Linked DNA regions of Rattus norvegicus: region 1 is linked to region 2. A link is a contact called in public Hi-C data. All regions are on one chromosome and are shown on one strand. Each heading gives the region's core, a stretch centred on a gene start, on an enhancer-like site or on the middle of the called end of the contact. The rest is flanking DNA. Distances are from core to core; before and after follow the strand shown.

Region 1 (4,697 bases), core at 1,537-4,036, 100 kb after region 2:
GTTATATCCTGTATATATTTAATTGAATAAAATATATTATTAAAATTAGTTTCTACTCTATTCTTATTTTTGTCAATGTGGCTATGGGAAAAATGTAAATGTATTATGGAGTTGTTTTTTTCTCATTTTGTTTCTATTGGATGCTTGTAGCCTAAAGTCTAGACCCTGGATAAATAACTCTCTAAAAGCTAGAATATTTTCCCAGCCCTGTCCCTAAAATAACCCCAGGCTTTATTCCTTAGACTTACATAGCAAGGGATAGATAACTTGTTGCTCTTCAGTTTCCTTAGCAATTAGTTTGTGTGACTTTCCTTGTTAATTTGGTCTTTAAGGTAGAAATAAAGGATGAAGCTGTTGATGTTCATTACTGTCTGCATGCAAGAACAATTTAAAGCCCTGGATCATACTGTTGAGCAATAAACTTGGCGAAGGCCAATTAGATTTTTCCATCATCCTTCGAGACATAATTCGGAGCAACAGAAGTGACACACTAGCCAGGTCTTGCAGTGTGCAAAGAAGTAAGAGAGGGGCTGGAGAGTAGGCACATTGGTTAAGGCACTTAAAAAATAACTATGAGGATAAAAGTTTGGATCCCTACAAATCCACATAAATGTTCGGTGGATATGGCAGCCAGTCTATAATTCCAGATTCCTAAGGTAGAGACAGAGCAAGTTGACTAGCCATATACACATGCTCAGGTTAGGACTAATCATGTGAGCATGCTCAGACTGTGACTAGCCATATTTAAGCATGCTGGGATTGAGACACCCTATACCAATGAATAAGGTGAAAGATGCTCAGGGGTGATTCCCAACAACCCCCATATGCAAGAACATGTACTCAAACAGATGCAAAGCATGCATAGAAATATGCATGCACCACACACACACACACACACACACACACACACACACACGCACGCACGCACGCGCACCATAAAAACAAACAAACAAACCCTCTGCTAAGTCAAATTCAAATATTCAAGTTAGCCCAAATTTGCCCAATGCAAAGTCCCTTCTGAATGAAAGAGACTAGGATATGAACTTTATTACTACTGCAACCTCGCACTCATTCTGCTCAGTATTTGCCTCATTTAGCACCTTTGGTTCAGCAGATGCAGAATACAGTTGTTTTAATCGGTTAAGTTTTCCCTTTGGTTAGGCATATTCTTTCTATGTAAATCTGAGGTATAATTAGACAAACTGACAACATTTACATAAATGATGAGGTGTCTGCCGCTCTGGAGATGAACATTCACATCGGGTACCATAGAAGTTGTGAAACTCGACAACCACATCCCAAGAAATAAACAGCCATTTCTCCCAAGGATGCCCAGAGCCAGCACATGAAGCCTGATTATAAATAGGAAAGCCATTTCTACCACTCAGGGAAGCAGTCTCATAACAACCAGCATAGGCAGGAAGGGCAAGAGGTAGTCCCTGATCATCTTTACGATATCTTCAACTTTGTGGCTAATTTCAACTCTATAGGGTCAAACATGTACATGTGTGTTTACATACACACTTGTATGTATAAACTGTAAATGCCAGAGGTTGATGTATATATGATTACTACATGGACGAGGCAATTAAAAGGCAAAACAGTTCCATGAATTGCTCAAAGTGACGTCCAGAGAAAACCAAGAGTCCTGGCCTGTGAATTCTCATAGCTCTGAGCTTATCTGACACTAAGGCATCCTGGGATATGGTCTTAGCCTAGTCTCAGGCTAAAATTGCGAATCAGTAATAAAATAATCAAAAGCGAACAATAGCAGTTATACACTTGTTCTGATAGAGGACCCTCTTGCCCACGAGGACCCTGTCCTCTTCTGATCCCTCTTCTGTCTTATTTACTGATGCAGGGGTCTCCCTCAGAGCTTGCTGGTATAGCTACATACTGAGACTGTTTCCATGCCAGACAAAGGGCAGATGTCTATCACATTCTACCTGGAGTTTAAAGATTCTCTTAGACTTAGTAGGTGTCAAGTCCAAGGTATTGTCCCATATCCTTCCCCAGTATCGGGATCCCAGGTTCATGCTGTCTTGCCTAGCTTTTAACATGGGCTTCAGTTCCCCAGGTTTCCCAAACCTGAATAGTTTAGGAGATAGTCTAAAGTCCCAGTTTCCTCTTAATGCTGGCTAGGGCTTTCTTCAGCATGGTGTTTTCCAAATATTTGCCCACCAAAGCAGTTGCTCATTCTAATCTAGGCCAGTCTGCTAAGCCTGATAAGGGAGGATACAGAATAAATAAGACATAATTCTTGCCTAGGCTGTAGTAGGCAAAGAAAATGATCATAAAGTCATCACAATGTAAAAACAGAGTAGGATAAATCTGGGGCAGGGAGGCAAAGTGCTGTGATCTCCCAAGGCTAAGCATCCTTTGGGCTTCAAACACAGGGGGGTTTCTTGTGGGAAGGATGGCATGAGGGATATGGGAGGGATTCTTTGTGGAGAACACTGCCTTAAAAGGGCAAAGACACAAGAAAGTGAGAAAGCAGTGGGCTTGTTGAAGGAATGGTGAGTAGCACATCTTGGCTGGAACACTGATTTAGGGATTAGGCAGAGATCATTTGAACAGCATGTTGGAACTGGGTCACCGAGAGTGTCTCCACACCAGACAAAGAGACCTGGGCTGCCGTGGGCATACTGGGGAGAATCCATGAGGACTGCAGATGGTGGGAATAACAAGATGTAGAGTGAGACAAAGCCAAGATCCTTGGCTGGGTCTCAGGAAACCAGAGTTGTGGGTGGTGCCCACACCCTCTGGTAAGCCAGTCATCCTCTGGGACTACGCTTTAGAAGAGCTTCTTTTCTTGGAGGTGGCCTGGCTCAGACAAGCTCTCAAACCCCCACACTCTAAGAAGGCTGAGTCTTGGGAGAAGAGCTGCATTTTGGGGAGACTTGTCCTGCGTTAGTGGAGCCAGAGGCTGGAAGGCTGGGGGACCAGAACAGGGGCAAGAGAGACAAGTATGAGGACATGTCAGAGGAACAGAGAATGCCATAGAAACTGGGGATGCTGTAAACCGGGGAAATAAGGAGGACTCGTTGGAAGCAGTCGAAGATAATTCCAAAGTTTAGAGTCTGGTTTGGTGTGGTGATCAAATAGGAAGGAGTCAAAAATAGCTTCAAGGTTTAGAGTCTGGGTGCAGGAGAAGGGAACTTAAGTCAACCTCGGTCCAGAGACTCTTGGAATAAACTCCTTCCATGTCACAGACACTGGGCAGACAAGGGTTCCAGAGACAACAAGGTCAGGGTCCCCAATGGGCAAGAGGTCCCTTCATCAAAACAAGCATGTAACTGCTATTGTTTGATTTTGATTATTATTTTATTACGGTTTGGGCAATTTTAGCCTGAGATTAGGCTAAGACAATATCCCAGTCAGCCTGGTGTCAGATAAGTTCAAAGGAATGAGAATTCACAGGCCAGGGCTTTTGGTTCTTCCTGGGGGTCCCTTTGAGCAATTCATGGAACTATTTTGCCTTTTGATTGCCTCATCCTTAAAGCAAGCTGAGTTTTTTCCAAGAAATTATGATGAAGTCTCAGTAAGTTCACTTCCGTGGGAATACTCCGAATCAGAAACACTTCGCGTATGTCACTGATGCGTGTGTGAATCCCAAAGCCACAGACAGGACGCTGTTGACAAGTCAAAGAAATGAATGCCTCCAGGTCTGGCTTAGTGAGCCAGTGAATTTACTGGGTTTAGTTACAGGAATGGGATGAGGGTTATTTGTAGGAGCATGTAGCACAGGCTGGCCTCGAATTCCCTATGACCTCCTTCCTCTTCCTGCTCCACTTCCCAAGTGCTAAAAAAAAAAAAAAAAACAGTGTGAACAGAGCCACCCTACATGGGACTGATAATATTCCTACCAGAATGTCTATGTTATTAAACAAAAATCCCAGTTCTAGGTATGTGGTACCTCTATTTGAATTGTTGACAAGGGAGTCCCCAGAGACTCTCAGAGCAATACATTCTATCGCTGTTGCTCTTGATGGACTATCAGGACTTTTTAGTAAGACACTATTGATGAAGACACTACATACTTTGGTAACAGGATTTACAGAAATCAAATTGGTACTTAAAAGTGGAAGCTCCCCCCCCCCCCGGTGGCTAGTTTTCCTAGTTAAAGAAGGTACTATGTGGACTGCTGGAGTTTGGGCAGGAGAAGGCATCAGTAGTCTTCCAGAAGTGTGGACGCTACAAGCTACAGTGATGACCAATATGGCGAGACATGCCCGTTAGTGTAGCAGGTGTGTGCATGTTATAGCAGTAACCATACACTTGCCTTCTAATTGGATTTAAGGTCCACTCACAGGTGGAATCTCATGCCTGATACTCTAAACCTGGCTAAAATGCTAGTAGTAGTGGTACTTGCTCGAAGGACACAGTATAAAATTGCTTTCTGAGCTCTCATCTTCACACCCTTAGATCAGTGTGACCTTCAATACTAATCAGAAAAGGTTCTTTTGGTAGTGGGTGGCAGCTACTACAGAAACTTACAACTGCTCAAAATCACAGTTGATAAGTGACACGGGGTGCCAACAGGCAGCCAGTGTGCTCCAGGACAGCTACATTGATGAACTCAAAGCAGCTGTGGTTTTGTCTACACGACCAAGCCATTTTGCAGTCCAGCATGGATGGGAAGGGGCACAGGAGGTCTCATTCATACCTGTGTAACTTATTTGACAGATGATGGCTGC
Region 2 (4,954 bases), core at 458-2,957:
GCTCTTATCATAGAGAATGACCAAGGGTCTACCCCAAACCCAGCAAGGTCACTTCCTCCCATCTACAAAGAGCTAAGCTCCAGAAAATGACTTTTAGGAGCATTGGTTAGAGGAGAGTATGGGCGATCAGATCATTCCCTTCAGAATTCTGACCTACTGGTTTGCTTGAAACCATTAAGTGATGCTCCTATTTGACTTAACATGGTCCTATCAGGGAAGAGCTGGGATGATGAGAATTTTGGCCAATAGTGAGAGAGCAGGAGGTAAAATAGTTTCTGTTTTATCCCTCTGAGAAAAATGAGGGGCCTCATGCACAAGAGTGAGGTGGGGAAGCCCATGTGGAGGCACAGCTTTTCTGAGACTGACATGCCTTCTTGAACGTAGGACAGAAACACTACCTTCTCAACATTACTGTGAGGTCTGAGCATACCTGAATGTGTCCACAGAGATGCTGGACACACACAGCCACCTAGGTGATTATGTACCCATAAATTCAAGACAGAGAGGCACATCAAAGCTTTGGATCAGCCTCCACACCCTGACAAAACTCCAGCTAATGTTTTCCCTTGGAAGAATGCCTGCTTCCTCAACTGCAGGCTGGCATTCAAACAGGATCTTGTTTCATATTCTACCCTTCATCCTGTCTCACTGAGAGGAAACATCTAGGGAAAGAGGAATTAGTGGTTTACAACTAGATCCAAGAAATAGTCAGGAGTTTAGATGATTGAAAAATCCAAATAAGAGTTTTCTCTGACAAATTAAAGGGAAAAAGAAAGGCTCAACAAACAAACAAACAAATAAACAAAATAACCAAAGCAGTGCAGCTAAGAGCTGCTTGTTGTCATGGCAACTGAGGATCCTAATCCAGTCCTCAGAGAGAACAGAGATTACAATAGCAAGGGAGAGCCACACCCCTGTATCCTGAATCGACCCAGTGCCAGCCCCAGTCACTGTCTGGAGTGTCCCCTCTCAGAGTCCTTGAAAGGGAAACATGAAGGGGAATATTCTTATTCATTTGTTTTCCCTTTCTGTATTATGCGCGCGCGCGCGTGCGCACACACACACACACACACACACACACACAAACTATTTTGCTGCTTATCATCATCAGGCACCGTTTTCTTAGAGAATTATGCATTTTCCAAAGCATTTCTATGCATTTTACTTTGCTCATTTTGAACAGTGGGCTTGACATGGTGGTGTTATGTCTATTCTGTAGAAGACGGTACCAGAGGGATGCCACAGATGGGCCATCTAAATCTTTCGAAGGCGAAGTATATACATGTAGATCAAATGACTAATGAAATATATGAAGTTGTCATTGACAAAGTTTTGGTTGCTGTGCCAGCAGGGTCATCACATGAACTGCTGACCAGAATCATTTCGGTGGATAGTGAGTTGCTGTCATCCTCGGTGTTCTAGAAATAACAGCACGTAGGCTGGAATTCAGGGGCTAGTCAATAAGAGAGGCAGCTTCCCTATCTAGCTCTGTTCCATATTTGCAGAGGAGCAAGCAACCCCCCCTCCCCCTTTCTAGCTCTCGGGGCTGTTTGGAAACTATGGGAGAGAGCTAGAAACAAAGAGTGGTAATTGCAACATGCATTTCTGAGTCTCCCATTAGCAGAGTCATTCCCCTACTGTGCTGAGAGGTGACCTCATTAGGGAAGAGGAACATCAGTGGAAAACCTGAACCCTGTGGCAGTTGAGCCTGTGCCTGGAGAAGGCGTCCACAGCTGCTGCTGACAATGGGCTTCTGTGCCCCACTCTGCAAAAGGCCTTTGCTCCTCCCGATGAGCAGGCTTTGTTTTGTTTTATCTTCCAGCAAGATGGCTGCTGATTGCAATGAGCTCAGAATAGCAGAAAGTAATTAAAATTTCATTTAAAAAAAACTATTGCATAGCTTAACGTCTATCTACACCAGAAACACTGCTGGGGTAAATAAGATGGCATCGTCTTCATTTAACAAGGCAGGGAAAAGAACTCGGGCAGACTGGCACTCGTGGGGATAGGAAGAGCAGATACAAGAAGCTGGGTGGCGGATGCAGACATACAAAGTTGTAAGCCTTTGCCTGGACGTGCAAGTAGGCGACGCAGAAACAAGCATTTTACCACCCCAGAGCATCTGGCAGCAAGCTAATGGCTCAACCAGGGAACTCTCTAGCTCATATGGTACTGAATAAGGTACTGAATCTCATGCATTCAAATCCCACTGGTGCCCGAGTGAGTCTGTCTTAATTGTCTAGTGACCAAATGTGATGATAAGTTGTCATTTTAATAAGTGTGTGTGTGTGTGTGTGTGTGTGTGTGTGTGTGTGTGTTCATGCATGCAAGGGCACACATGTGTGTGCAGGGTGAGAGTGCACCTCTGTGCATGTGTATGTGCATGTACATGTAGAGGTGGAAGGATAGCCCTAAGTGTTGTTTCCTAGGTCCTATACATTTTGTTTTTCTAGACAGTCTCTTACTGGCTTGGAACTTGCCAAGCACACTTTCTGCACCATTTATTATACAATGGGAACTTTTTTGGTCTGGCTGTGATGATTCATGCCTATAGTCCCAGGTCTTATAGACAGAAGCAGGGGTAATTCTCAGTTACATATGTCTGAGGTTAGCCTGAGCTACATGAGACCTGTATAAAAACAAAAAATAAAGTAAGAATCTTTCTGAATTGATTGGGTAGGGTTTAAGCCAGCCTTTGAGTCACAGTTGACCTGTTTAAGGTAGTGATCTTGGCTTCTCTTTACCCCACAACAATCTTACTAAGCCTTTTCTAGATCTTATCTACATGGGCCCAGCCAACATCACCATTGTCTCCCCTGTGTGACTGACTGACTGTTCCTGCATTGTTAACAACTGGAAGCAAACACCCACTGCAAAATGGATGTCTGTTTCTTACGAAGACGTCTACATTTGGAGGGTGTTCTTTTGAAACACATACATTTGTCTGCAGAAAACGAAGGGTCTATCGAAAGCCTAGCACTCTGAGGAATTTAACTTTTATTACAAGAGCTGTATGTTCAGCCATGAGCTGTGTTCTGCAGGTCCAGACATCACTTTATATCAGTTTTGAAGGCTGTCTAGGTGGCAATAGAAATCCAATGATGAATATCATAAAACAGGTTCATTTAGCAATCAAATGATGTTATTATCATTACCACATTACCCATTTGATTCTAAAATTTATGTTCACTTTCAAAACCAACAACCCATTCCGTTCATTGTGTTCCAAAGCGCCTACATATTTTATGTTTAAAGTTAACTTGTCATACCCCAACTTCAGAAATAAATACCAAATCAATTTACTTCCTTTCTCTTTCCCCAACACTGAAAGCAAATGTCAAGTGTTATAAAGCTCCCCGATGATGTCAATAATGTTATTAAAAATTGAGATTTAATATCTCTTCTCATATTCTTTATAGAGAGAGGCATGGAAGTAGGTAGGGCTATAAAACTAATAACCAATTTTTTTTTCATGGCAAATACTTTCATTCACATGGGGCAGGGTAAACCAAGGCTTTTATGGAATCATTAAGCCAGATTATGAGTGATTTTGATGAAAACCAACTAAAAAATGTTAGTGAAGATGCCTGTGTCTGGATGAATCCAGATACTAGTGCCAGGAGGACTCACTTGCAGACCCACAGGCTTGTCGGGTTATATTCAGAGGTACTTGAGTTGTAACCTCCAGCATACAAGGGTGAGTTTACAATGGCAAGAGGAAGTATGCTTTGCTCAGAGCACATCAGCTAAAATGCTACTCGTAGCTCAATTTACACAAGAGGCACAGGCAGAAACATTTCTTTAAGTGGACCTGGAAAATATTGAAAGGTGGCATTCTTCCTGTTGTGTTAGACCCAGACAATGGCTACACAGGTCACTGATAAGAGAAGGAAGGGACTGGTGATGGCATAGTCCATAAAGGGCTGCTGTGCAAATGTGGGGACCGGTTTGATCCCCAGAATTCACATAAAAAAGCTGGGTGTGGTAGTATGTGTGTGAAATCCCAGCCCTTGGAAGGGAAATAGAGGAAGGCAGTGTGGACATTATCTTTATTAATATGGTTAAGGTGTTTGCAAGCTTCATAGACAAACGCTGGGTTGAAGATTCTGATTTTTCTTGCAGTGGTTACAACAATAAGGCACTATTTGTGATTTAATGTTTGGGTATCATAATGTTACTGTCATCCATGAATCCTCAATTTTTCCACCCTCTTAGCTTTTATAGTTTTTATATTTAAGGCAACATCACTGGATCGAGCCCAGGTTCAAGTTCAAATACAAAGGACAAGTGTAACCTTTCCTAACAAAGGTCTGTTTTGTGGATTCTTTGTCCGCATTTGTTTACATTTGCAGATAAGCCAGCTGCTCTTTGTTCCTGGGCTAGTGAAACTGGGAGAACTGATGAAAGGCATCATGTGCTAGACAGAAGAGTCCTGCATTGCGAGCCAGAGTAATCGTATTGTTTACATTAAACTAAGAGGAGGTGTCTGTCTTTCTGAGGTCATGAGTTAGGGGGTGAATCCCTGCAAGATCAATTCAATGTTATGAACTAATTACAATGACTGACATAATGTAATAAGTTCTTGGTCATGTAGATTGGCTGGAAGACCCTACACTCTAAAGAAAATTACTAAGGACTCAGGGCTACTCCCGTGTCCATGATCATTAGTGTGTCAGCACATGCTGTGCTAGGCACTGCACATGTGTGATCTAGCCTCACACTTGTTACTCTGTGACAAAGGTGTTCCCATTTTATGGAGGAGAAATACAGATGTAGCCATCTCAGACGTTTGTTAAGGGCTACACAGAACACATCCTGCTGACCTGGAAAATATAAACGCTGAAGTGATCTTTATAATTAAAACTCAACACAACATTGCCTTGGGTAATGACTGGGGTCAGCCCTTTCTGTCTTACGTTGCTGAGTTACTGTGAATGAAAGGCTTTTAAGCAGG

What was found. A called contact is a pair of places that touch in the nucleus more often than the background predicts.
Region 1: a contact with region 2 is called in a Hi-C map of frontal cortex, with 2.4 times the contacts expected there. The contact joins two enhancer-like sites. A contact is called at or near these places in 2 of 12 Hi-C or Micro-C datasets (frontal cortex and prefrontal cortex).

Annotation. Positions count from the first base shown.
Region 1 is chr8:58,978,770-58,983,466 of GRCr8, forward strand. The region is part of intron 1 of Ncam1 (neural cell adhesion molecule 1); the gene reads right to left. Among named protein-coding and RNA genes, the nearest start is that of Ncam1, 81 kb to the right of the region's middle. Within about 2 kb of position 2,787, at least 11 of the 93 cell types and tissues checked have an H3K27ac peak or open chromatin away from gene starts, as enhancers often do.
Region 2 is chr8:58,878,669-58,883,622 of GRCr8, forward strand. The region is part of intron 1 of Ncam1 (neural cell adhesion molecule 1); the gene reads right to left. Among named protein-coding and RNA genes, the nearest start is that of Ttc12, 140 kb to the left of the region's middle. Within about 2 kb of position 1,708, at least 44 of the 93 cell types and tissues checked have an H3K27ac peak or open chromatin away from gene starts, as enhancers often do.